Linked DNA regions of Sus scrofa: region 2 is linked to region 1. Evidence: chromatin contacts called from public HiChIP or PLAC-seq data. All regions are on one chromosome and are shown on one strand. Each heading gives the region's core, a stretch centred on a gene start, on an enhancer-like site or on the middle of the called end of the contact. The rest is flanking DNA. Distances are from core to core; before and after follow the strand shown. Region 1 overlaps LOC102163816 (a long non-coding RNA gene). Region 2 has its middle 29 kb from the start of FRMD8.

Region 1 (4,878 bases), core at 1,962-4,461:
GAAGGCCGATGACACAGCCTTTTGTAGTTTCTGTAACTTGTTTTTGCTAAAAGGACCCTCGGCCCTCTGAGAGGTAGGAGTGAGTCTGCGGGATTCCACTGGCAGCTTTCGCCCCTTCCCCAAGGACATTTTTAGCTGTCCCAAACCCTCTAGAAAACAACGCCCTCTCTTCTGCAGGATGGAGCTCAGAGCTGCTGCGTCATCGCCGGGTTTTTTCCCTGCCCGGGGAGTTGGCTGCTGTGGGGAGGAGGGAGCTGAACTCCGGTGCTGTCTTTGTTCCTGAGATCAGCTTCCAGCTTCGGAAAGTGGGCGGCAGGAGGGGGCTGGGAACTGCGCATTCCTTGAGTCTTTAGAAAACTAGAAAGTTCTTTCCGGGGGCACTCCTCTGGCCTTTTATCTATCTGCATTTCAAAACTGTCTCTGGCAAAGCAGGATTAGATAACTATCCCAAGAATAAAGATGAGGACAAAAGAGGCCTGAGGGGAGACCAGGTTTTGCTGAAGACGGGCCCAGACTGGCCTGGGAACCCTGGACCCAGAAAGGAAGGGCCTTAGAAACTCTTGACTAAGCCTGACTGGCCTTGCTCAGAAGGGAAGGAGGTGGAGCGGTTGCCAGCATTCTCTGGATGTTTCTGGCCTGAGTGACTCCGGAGGACTGGGATTTAGAATCTGGAGGCCTGATTCTAAATTTCTGCTGCTTTAGTCCTTTTCAGTGCCCCGGGGCCAGGAGACCTAAAATCCTGTTTCCTGCCCATCTCTTTGTCTACAGCATTTTATAGAATTGGCATCAACACTTCTTTCATCCCATCTCCTTGTTTCATGCATAAGGAAATTGCCATTGAGAAGTTATTTGGGCTCCTGCCCAAGGTCACAGGCTGTTTGTCAGGGGAGTAATTGCCAGAAACCAGAACCAAGGGCCTCCTATTTTTAGTGAGGGCTCTTCTGAGGGTGGGGTGGGTGCGGAGCACAAGATGAACCTCCAAAACGGACTAGCCCTCTTATACCTAGGCCCTTGGGCCCAAATGAAGACTAGGTTTCAGAGTAAGGTAGAGAAGAATAAACAGGGTATTGAGAGCCGCTGCCTTAGGACCTGATGAAGTTAAAAGGCACATGGATGGAGGCCAGAGGAAAGCTGCCTTAAAGAAAACTTAGTTTTTTTGTTTTTGTCTTTTCTAGGGCTGCTCCCATGGCATATGGAGGTTCCCAGGCTAGGGGTCGAATTGGAGCTGTAGCCGCCAGCCTATGCCACAGCCACAGCAACCCCGAGCCGCATCTGCGACCCACACAACAGCTCACAGGAACGCCGGATCCTTAACCCACTGAGCAAGGCCAGGGATCGAACCCTCAACTTCATGGTTCCTAGTCGGACTCGTTAACTACCGAGCCACGACGGGAACTCCAAGAAAACTTAGTTTTATGTTAAAGGGATCCTTAGCTCAAGAGAGTTGACAGAAGAACACTTAAGCAAGTGTATTATTTACCTTCTCACCAAAGAACATGGTGATTTTAGGCCATCTTGTTTAAACACATCTTTCAGGAAAAAAAGAGGCTTAGTATATCAGGAAGTAGAGGAAGCAATTAGAGCATTTTGGAGACAGCTAGACAGTTCTGAGAAGCAAGAGCTAGGAGAGATGAAGGCAGTAAATCTTTGGGCCTAGTGTCCATAACCTCTAAAATGTTTTTCACTTACCAACTGGGAAAACAAGAATATTTGTCTCTTGCTTTGGCAAGCCATCTCTCTGCACAAGAGACTTCTGAGTGCTGAGCTTCGTTCAAATCTCTTTCCCCAGATTCAGGGAGAATTAGCCAAGTGACATACAGCCGTTCTAACAGTATCATCCATGTGTAAGGCGGATGGAGACGACTGGTTTAGCTGCACTGACAATTATTTAAAGCACTTTAGGACTCTTAAAATTCATTTCAGCAGCTCCGCAGTGGGAGACAGATCTCAGATGACAGACAGGGGCTAGGTCCTCCCCCAGCCCTAGCAAAAACATCAGTTGTGGGGGCTGACAGAAGGACTGGGTGAGGGTGGGGTGGGAGGTAGTGGGGGAGAAAAAGAGGTGCAGTGAAGTTGAAATCCTCGATTCAAGAATAGGTTCAGGTACTAATTAGCTGTGTCTGGTTTTAGGCAAATCACAAACTCCCCAGGCCCCCAAATCCCCATCTGTAAAACGAGGTGACCCAACTCAGTGTTCCTCCTTCCAGCTGTAAAATTCTACTAAAAATTTTCCAGTCCCAGAGCAAACATCAAGACTGAGTCTGAAGGGAACCATCTGCATCTCAGTAATATTCCACTCTTCAGGGAGAAAGACTGATTAAACAAGAACAGCTCTGCCAGGGACCATTTAAAATAGCTGCTTAAACTGGCCCTGCTTTATTTATCGTGGCGGGGGACGGGTGAAGGTGGAAGGTTAACAGGAGACAGTACTCTCAATTGCCAGAGCCCCCAAGCCTGCTTCGAGATCCTTCCACAACCATTGCCAGCAGTTTTAAAAATACAGACCGGGGACTTTTTACAACTCCTATGTCGTTATTTAGTTGCCATCCTAACCAACCCCACGATACTAAACTCCATCTTCCCCTGCCGGTGTCACTGTCTAAACACACACCATCTCAGAGGTTCTGAAATAAAGGGTGGCCGTCCCCACCCTGTCCTGACCTCCACGCTCTAAGCCATCGCAAGCCCTGGCGCTCTCCATGTTAGCTCACCACCACTGGATTGTTCTAGAAAAAAAAAAAAAAAAGTGCCCAGGCAGCTGCAAGGTCTGAGACCCCTTTGAACATTCTAGACACTAAGATCTGGTGACATACACGCACTCAAGGGATGTTACGATAAACAGAATTTGATACCTCCAAGGGAATGACGTGCAAATTTTTCATTAACAGATGACTTTGCGACAATAAGGAGGAAACGACAAAGAACAGGAAAGGGGAAGAAAAAGCCGACCCAGGCTGGAAAGGGAAAGAGGGCACAGGGCCGGCAAAGGAAGAGCTGCCCAAGAGCGGTCCGAGGGCGAAAGGGCAGCCCGGAAGGTCCTCGCCGGGGACCAGGTCCGCCCTCCCCCACCCCTTTCCCCAGGACCGGCGGGGGCCCTGTGGGGGCGGGGCGCGCGTGCGCAGTGGCGGGCTGCGCCAACCGCCATCCCTCCCGGAGGCGGCCGGGACCGGCTGGAACCGGTTAGAACCGGCGGCGCCCGCCCGCGAGCCTACGCCTCACAAAGGGAGGCGGCGGCTCACGGCCAGCATATCCCTGCGCGAGGCAGGCTTGGGGGGGGCGGGGGGAAGGGGCGCGGCGCTCGGGTAGCACCCCTCCCCCACCGCTTCTCCCTTTTCTGCGGCCGCGGGCAGCGCTGGGCCGGGAAGCCTGTCCCCCACCCCCTCGGCCCCGGGGGCTCGCGCCCACCCCGCTGGGCCTCTCACCTGCTTCTTCTTCGCGCCTCAGCCGCTTTAGCCGCTTGGAAGCCGGTATCTGGGACGCTCCCTGGCGCCATTGTCATTTCTAAGTCCTCAAGCCTCACTCGGGTCCCCTTTGCCGCCCTGGGGACCGAGGCTTCTCCTAGAGTCCTTGAGACACAGCAGCCAGTTCCGCCCTGGCGCTTCCCTCCGCTTTTCCACCCAGGTGGGAAACACGGGGTGCTTTAAAAATAAAACCGCAGAAAGGGAGGCTTTGGGTTTGGAGAAAAATTTTATTTTCCTCCCAGCTCCACTTTTAAAAGTCTTAAAAGGAGTCAAACCAGAGATAATACAAAATACGTAAAAACATTAGAACCTAGAAAAGCAGACCAGCAGTAAAGGTTCGTAAATAATTTGAGAACAAGTTCCCTCCCCCACTGACGGCTCAAGGTCGCAATATCTTCGGAGGTGAAACCTGGCCTTTTCAGATAATTTAAAGAGGACATGTAAAGTTAGTTTTGATTGGACTTAGGTTTTGAACACTTTAGAGAGACAGGCCTAGAAGCTTAGAGACGGTTCACGTTTGAAAAAGTTAATCCAGGCTTCATTTAAAATGTCCCAAGAAGGCAACAACCAAAAGCATGGGGGGAGGGGTGTCCTAGCTGATGTTTCCTACCTACTAAATCAACAATAAAAACACGAAGTTTTTCAAATTAAGATAAGCCCACCTGGATGCCTCAATTTTGGTCCTAATCCCTTGCGATGCGTGACCAGCTCTGTTGCAGGCAACAGTGGTAAAGAGTGGCTGTCAGACATTTTCCAGAAGTGGATTTCCACATTTAGTCCAATTCTTACATAGATCACCTGGGCTGATCGGATCTCACGAATAAAATGGCAATCAAGACGGTGTGGTATAATCCTCAGGACCTGCGGCCCATGGGGGCGAAACTCCCACCCTTCGGTCCTTCTAAGATGGCTCCGCTCTATTTGTGAGGCTGAAGCTCGGTTACATAATGGAAATGAAGGCCATCAGCAAACTTAGTTTTACTTTCCTAGCCTCCAAAGCACTAAATTGTACCTACTGTACTCCAAGGAAACACAGAAGGTATTTTAAAAGCTACTAAAACATTTCCAAGTAATTCTGAGTTTTTGTCAGCTGTTTGATGGTCTGTTTAAACGTGGTTTCCATTGTTTTTACTCAAGTTTTCAGTTCAAATCTACTTAAACATCTGGGTACAGAGTTTGCGAGCAAGTTATATAAACTGTTAAGGAAAAACCTAGAGTCTTATAAACCAGATTCTATTTTTAACTCCTTCCGAGGAACTATTTTTGCTTCCCTCACAAAGGCGGCGGAGGGTTATTGGATGACGGGGGTGTGAGGTGTCCTTGGGCTATAAATACGCCGCGCGCTGCGGGTCGGGAGGCAGGCATTGAGGCAGCGAGAGCAGAGACGGCTGAGAGGCAGGAAACGCTTCTTGAGGAG
Region 2 (4,593 bases), core at 154-2,653, 57 kb before region 1:
GGGACAAGAGAGTCTGGTGAGCAGGGCTTTCTGGACACAGGGAGGCGACCATGAGCCAGTGAAGGAGTTGGCAGGAAAAGGGCAACGTGAGCTCCAGGCAGCAGGCCGGCTCGTGCAAGGCTGGGGAGCGGGGCTGGGCACCAGGGCCCCCCTGATGCCTCTGTACACGGCAGAGCGTCCCAAAGAGCTGGATGAAGGCGACTGATGGCGTTGCAGTTAGTTCCTGGAGCCACGGCTCGCCCAAGGCCTGGCGCTAGAAGCAGGGGGCTCCCAGTTGGGGGGCCCTTGGAACCCCAGAGGAGGCATAGGTCACACATATGAGAGCCCCCTCCTAACAGGATCACCTCCCTGCCTGTCCCGCCTTTTCTTTTTTTCCTTTTCCAGCCTCCCCAAGGCACATGGAGTTCCCAGGCCAGGGAGCATCGGATCCAAGATGCAGTCACAGCATAAATTGCGCTGCAACAATGCTGGATCCTTAACCCACTGCGCCAGGATGGAACCTGAGACCCAGTGCTCCCAAGACACTGCCGGATCCCGTTGTGCCACAGCGGGAACTCCTGTCCCTCTCTCTTTTGGACACACATGGGCTCCCAAAATGAGAGCAGGAAATGCAGGTGGACTGGCCCACTTCCTCCTCTGCCTTATAAACCGGGAGAACCAACCCCTGACACCCTCCCCCTCAAACGCCTTCTGCCACGTCCGCCAAGAGAGGCTCCCCTGTCTCCCTGAGCTGCACCAGCCATTTCCTGGGAGCTGCTGGGCCCCCGGCCACAGGGAACAGCAGTCCCCCCACCCCGACCCCACCACCCTCTCCATATGTCCTGACTTGGGAGTCCGGGGTGGACGGGACCCCAGATCCGGGCCCGCCACCTGTTTTGTGGGCCTGCTGTTGACCTGGGAACTCATTTCCTTCCTCCGATCAGCCCAGAAACATCACAAATATTGACCGAGAGCCTCACAGTGGGCACAACTGTTTGGTCAACACATTTATCAAGATCCGCTCCACGCCAGGGCCGTCTCGGGGACTGCCAGCTCAGAGGCCCAGGGGAGGACAAACAGACGGAAGGCCCTCCCTTGAGGAGCTCACGTCCCAGCAGGACGGGGTGGGGATGGAGTCTCACTGGGAAGGTGACCTCCAGGCAGAGCCACTGGGTTAAGTGCTTCCAGGCAGACTCTTTTGTTAAAGCGAGGAGGTGAGAACAGGGAAAGCCGGCTGGAGAGCTGACGAAGGGCCTGCCCGGGGGCCTGCAGCAGGGTGGGCCAGACCAGGCTGGGGCCCAGCTTCCTGCCAGGGCAGGAGAGGCCAGTGGGGGCTGGGCGGAGGTCCGGGTTGTTCCCGCTGGGCCGCTGGGAGGCGAGCCAGGGCAGGAAGGGCTCCCGGCCAGCACGCAGTGACTGTGCACTTCCTTACCCAGGCCCTGAAACCCGGGCCCTGGGGCTCTGAAGGGAGAGGCCCAGGCCGAGGGGCTCCTGGGAGGGGGAGAGTCGAAATCTCGGCACCAGTGCCAGACAGAAGCACGGAGACAGTTGGAGGAAGCAGAAAAAGCAGCTTTAACTGCCAGGCAAAGAGGGAACACACAGCAGGCTGGTGCCGCCCTCGGAGGGGACTGTGAGGAGTCCTACAGTGTCCGAGGAGCCGGCCGTGGTCAGCTCCTGGACATGCTCCTGATTGGTGGGTGGGGAGGTCATTGGGAGTCGGCAGCTTTAACGTGCTGGTTCCATCGGGTCTGGGGTCTACGTGCTGTGGGCAGCATCGAGTTAGGTGGTTTCTTCCAAACGGTGGGAGCTTCAGCACCTGCAAAACAGCTCCAGGGTCATGGCTCAAAATATTATCTATAGGCTTTGGTTTTCTTTCTTTATCTTTCTTTTTTTTTTAATTTCTTTTTAAGGCTGCACCCACAGCATATGGAAGTTCCCGGTCTAGGGGTCAAATCAGAGCTGCAGCCACTGGCCCACACCACAGCCACAGCCACGCCAGATCTGAGCCAAGTCTGTGACCTCAGCCACAGCTCACGGCAATGCCACGTCCTTAACCCACTGCTCGGGGTCAGGGATTGAACCTGCATCCTCCTGGGTACTAGTTGGTTGTTGACCTGCTGAGCCACAATAGGAACTCCTATCTAAAGTCTCTGAGGAACTGAAGGTCCTTGACTTTGTTGAATGGCTGAGCTGTTATTACTGTTTTCTTTGTTTTTTTTTTTTTTTTTTTTTCATTCCCTGATTAAATTGGTTCGTTCAAGTTTTTCTATAGCTAAAAAGGCAAGCGGAGGAGATGAGTGGGGGTCTATTCTGGGAAGGCCTCCCAGGGTCCTGCTCCGTTACAAGTCCAAGGTGACCCAGGAGGCCACAGCTCTAGTACTGGGCCTGTGAGAGACGGGAGCAGGGTTCTGGCACATTCTCTAGTGGTGGCAGCAATATCATCACCCTCCTACCCATCTTGACCCTAAAGCACCAGCCCTTTCTCGCCCCTCTTCTCTCTCCTGGGACCCGTCCTGGGCTGATGTGTTTTCAGGAAAACAAAACTAAGCAGGCTTCAGAACGAGAAGGGAAGGCAATCCTGGCTGTGAGAAAGGACTTGGAGCCCTGGCCCTGACCCTGAAATCCGGATGTTGCCCAAGGGGTCCTCCCCCCCCCCCGTCCCCCCAGCCATGAGCCCCTCAGGGCACTGCCCCAGGAAGAGCAGGTCTCAACCACCCCCCGGGTGGGGCAGGCCTCTCATCACCCAGCCCCACCCAGGGACCAAAGTTCTCTTGTTTACTGCCGTTTCCTGGAACAGCTTGTTTTGCTCAGGAGAAATCTGCTGACGCACTGGCTGCCCTGCCCTCCTCTCTGTAAAAATACTCCCGAGGTATTTTCAGCCTTATTTGCAGAAAGAGGCAGGACCCGAGCCTTCCATTTGTCCATCTCACTGTAAGGACAGCCTTGGCCCCAAAGGCCGGACAGAGAGGTCCCTGTGTGGCTTTCTACCCTCATTCCTCCTCAGAGACAATCCAGCTCCAACAAAAGCTAGCCATGCTGCCCGGAGAGCTTCTAAGCCAGGGCCCATGGACACTGTGCCAATTTATCCTTGAAAATGGAGTGGGTGGTGGGACCCCTCCAGACACAGGGGCACAAAGGAAGGCCTTAGTTCCTTTCGTGTTGGAGAGTCCTAAGCAGCGCAGAATCCTAATGCTTTGTGCATTGCTAATTCCACCTACTCCTGCTCTTTTGAAAAATACAATCTAATACAGTTTGTTCCTGGGATTTGGGAATGACGTGTGGATGAGGAAGGTAATTAGACCAGAGAGAGAAAAAAGCAAGCTACAGGAGTTCTCTTGTGGCACAGTGGGTTAGGGATCCGGCGTTGTCACTGCCCTGGCTCAGGTTCACTCCCTGACCCAGCTATTTCTGCCTGCTGCAGACGTGGCCAAAAAAAGTAGCAAGCCACTCCGCAGTGACTACCTCCTCTCAGGCGCCTAGGAGATAAATAAAGGGCTGAGCCCACAGCTTGGCACTATGACACAGCAGGGAAGGCATTTGCTTGGGATTACACACACCTCCCAGCCTTTCTAGAACATTCTGACAGGCAAGTCCTTCTTTCCACACTGTTCTTTCAGGCCCAGTCTCCTCGACCCACCCCTGGACATGTTGCCAGGATGAGACGGATGAGGAAGATCTTGGGGAAGAGCAAACTGCCAGAATCTTTCCCTGAGCAGTCCTGTGAACAAGCCCTGGCTTGTCACCTACTTGACCTTCTGGGAGGAGGGTCACATGAGAGTCACCAGTTTTCTGAGAACACAGGGCGGGTGTGGCAGCTGGCCTGCCCCACCCGCAGATGCCATCTTGCAGAGGCAAGGGGGGAAAAAAAATCTTCCCCTTGTTGCCAAGGGAGCCTGTCATCACAGGCAGTTTGCTGGGGTGTGGGAGGGTATTCTGGGAGGCGACCTCTGGCAGGAGTTGGTCAGAGAAGCCATTCCCAGTTCTGGTTACTCTGACCACTGTCCTTCCAACGCCCTGCTGAAGGGGCCCAGGGCTGAAAGGAGGCCATACGGGGGGTGGGAGGGGAGCTGTCCTTCCTCTTTCTTCTAGCCCCACACTGGCACAGGAAATGCCAACTACCAATTCTGAAATTCTCCCCAAGCGCTCAGGCCCTTGGGGAGGGCCTGAGGGGATCAGAGCGTGCCTGGCTTGCTTTTGCCTTATTTTAGGAGACCCAGCCTGGGGGCCTACTCCCTGGGGGCAGACAGCAGGCAGCTTCCCCAGCAGCAGTCCTCAAACAGGCCCCCATCACAGACTGCAAACTGGCCTGGACAAACTAGTTTTTCCAAAAACTCTTTTTCCCCACTTCCCAATCCAGAAGTAAAGCGGGATTGAATGTCTATCTCTACCCTTGGGAACAGATGGCCAAGAAATGACACGTGTGTTGTTTTCTGCACAAACAAGATCTTGCTTTTCATTACTTTGCAACTGCCTTTTTCCATTTATTACATAATGAATAATCATAAAGTATTCTGTCCCAACAAGAACATCTTTTCTGATGAAACATTTCAAACCTCCAAGGCCTTGGTTAACTGAGAATAACAAAGCCATGATACATGCCCCTCAAGTTATCAA

What was found. HiChIP or PLAC-seq counts read pairs in DNA pulled down with a chosen protein or histone mark.
Region 2: a contact with region 1 is called in an H3K27ac HiChIP or PLAC-seq map of skeletal muscle. The contact joins two enhancer-like sites. A contact is called at or near these places in 4 of 5 promoter capture datasets (fetal liver, fetal skeletal muscle, liver and 1 more), 35 of 47 Hi-C or Micro-C datasets (adipose tissue, alveolar macrophages, blood and 17 more) and 2 of 2 datasets of contacts at active chromatin or transcription factors (alveolar macrophages and skeletal muscle).

What each region holds. Positions count from the first base shown.
Region 1 is chr2:6,757,119-6,761,996 of Sscrofa11.1, reverse strand. LOC102163816 (a long non-coding RNA gene) reads right to left here. Exons shown (of 4, transcript XR_002341443.1): 1 at 4,124-4,878; 2 at 3,423-3,638. Among named protein-coding and RNA genes, the nearest start is that of SCYL1, 26 kb to the right of the region's middle. Within about 2 kb of position 3,211, at least 72 of the 83 cell types and tissues checked have an H3K27ac peak or open chromatin away from gene starts, as enhancers often do. A contact at or near this core is called in adipose tissue, alveolar macrophages, brain and 9 more, where this site is marked.
Region 2 is chr2:6,812,446-6,817,038 of Sscrofa11.1, reverse strand. No RefSeq gene overlaps it. Among named protein-coding and RNA genes, the nearest start is that of FRMD8, 29 kb to the left of the region's middle. Within about 2 kb of position 1,403, at least 57 of the 83 cell types and tissues checked have an H3K27ac peak or open chromatin away from gene starts, as enhancers often do. A contact at or near this core is called in adipose tissue, alveolar macrophages, brain and 9 more, where this site is marked.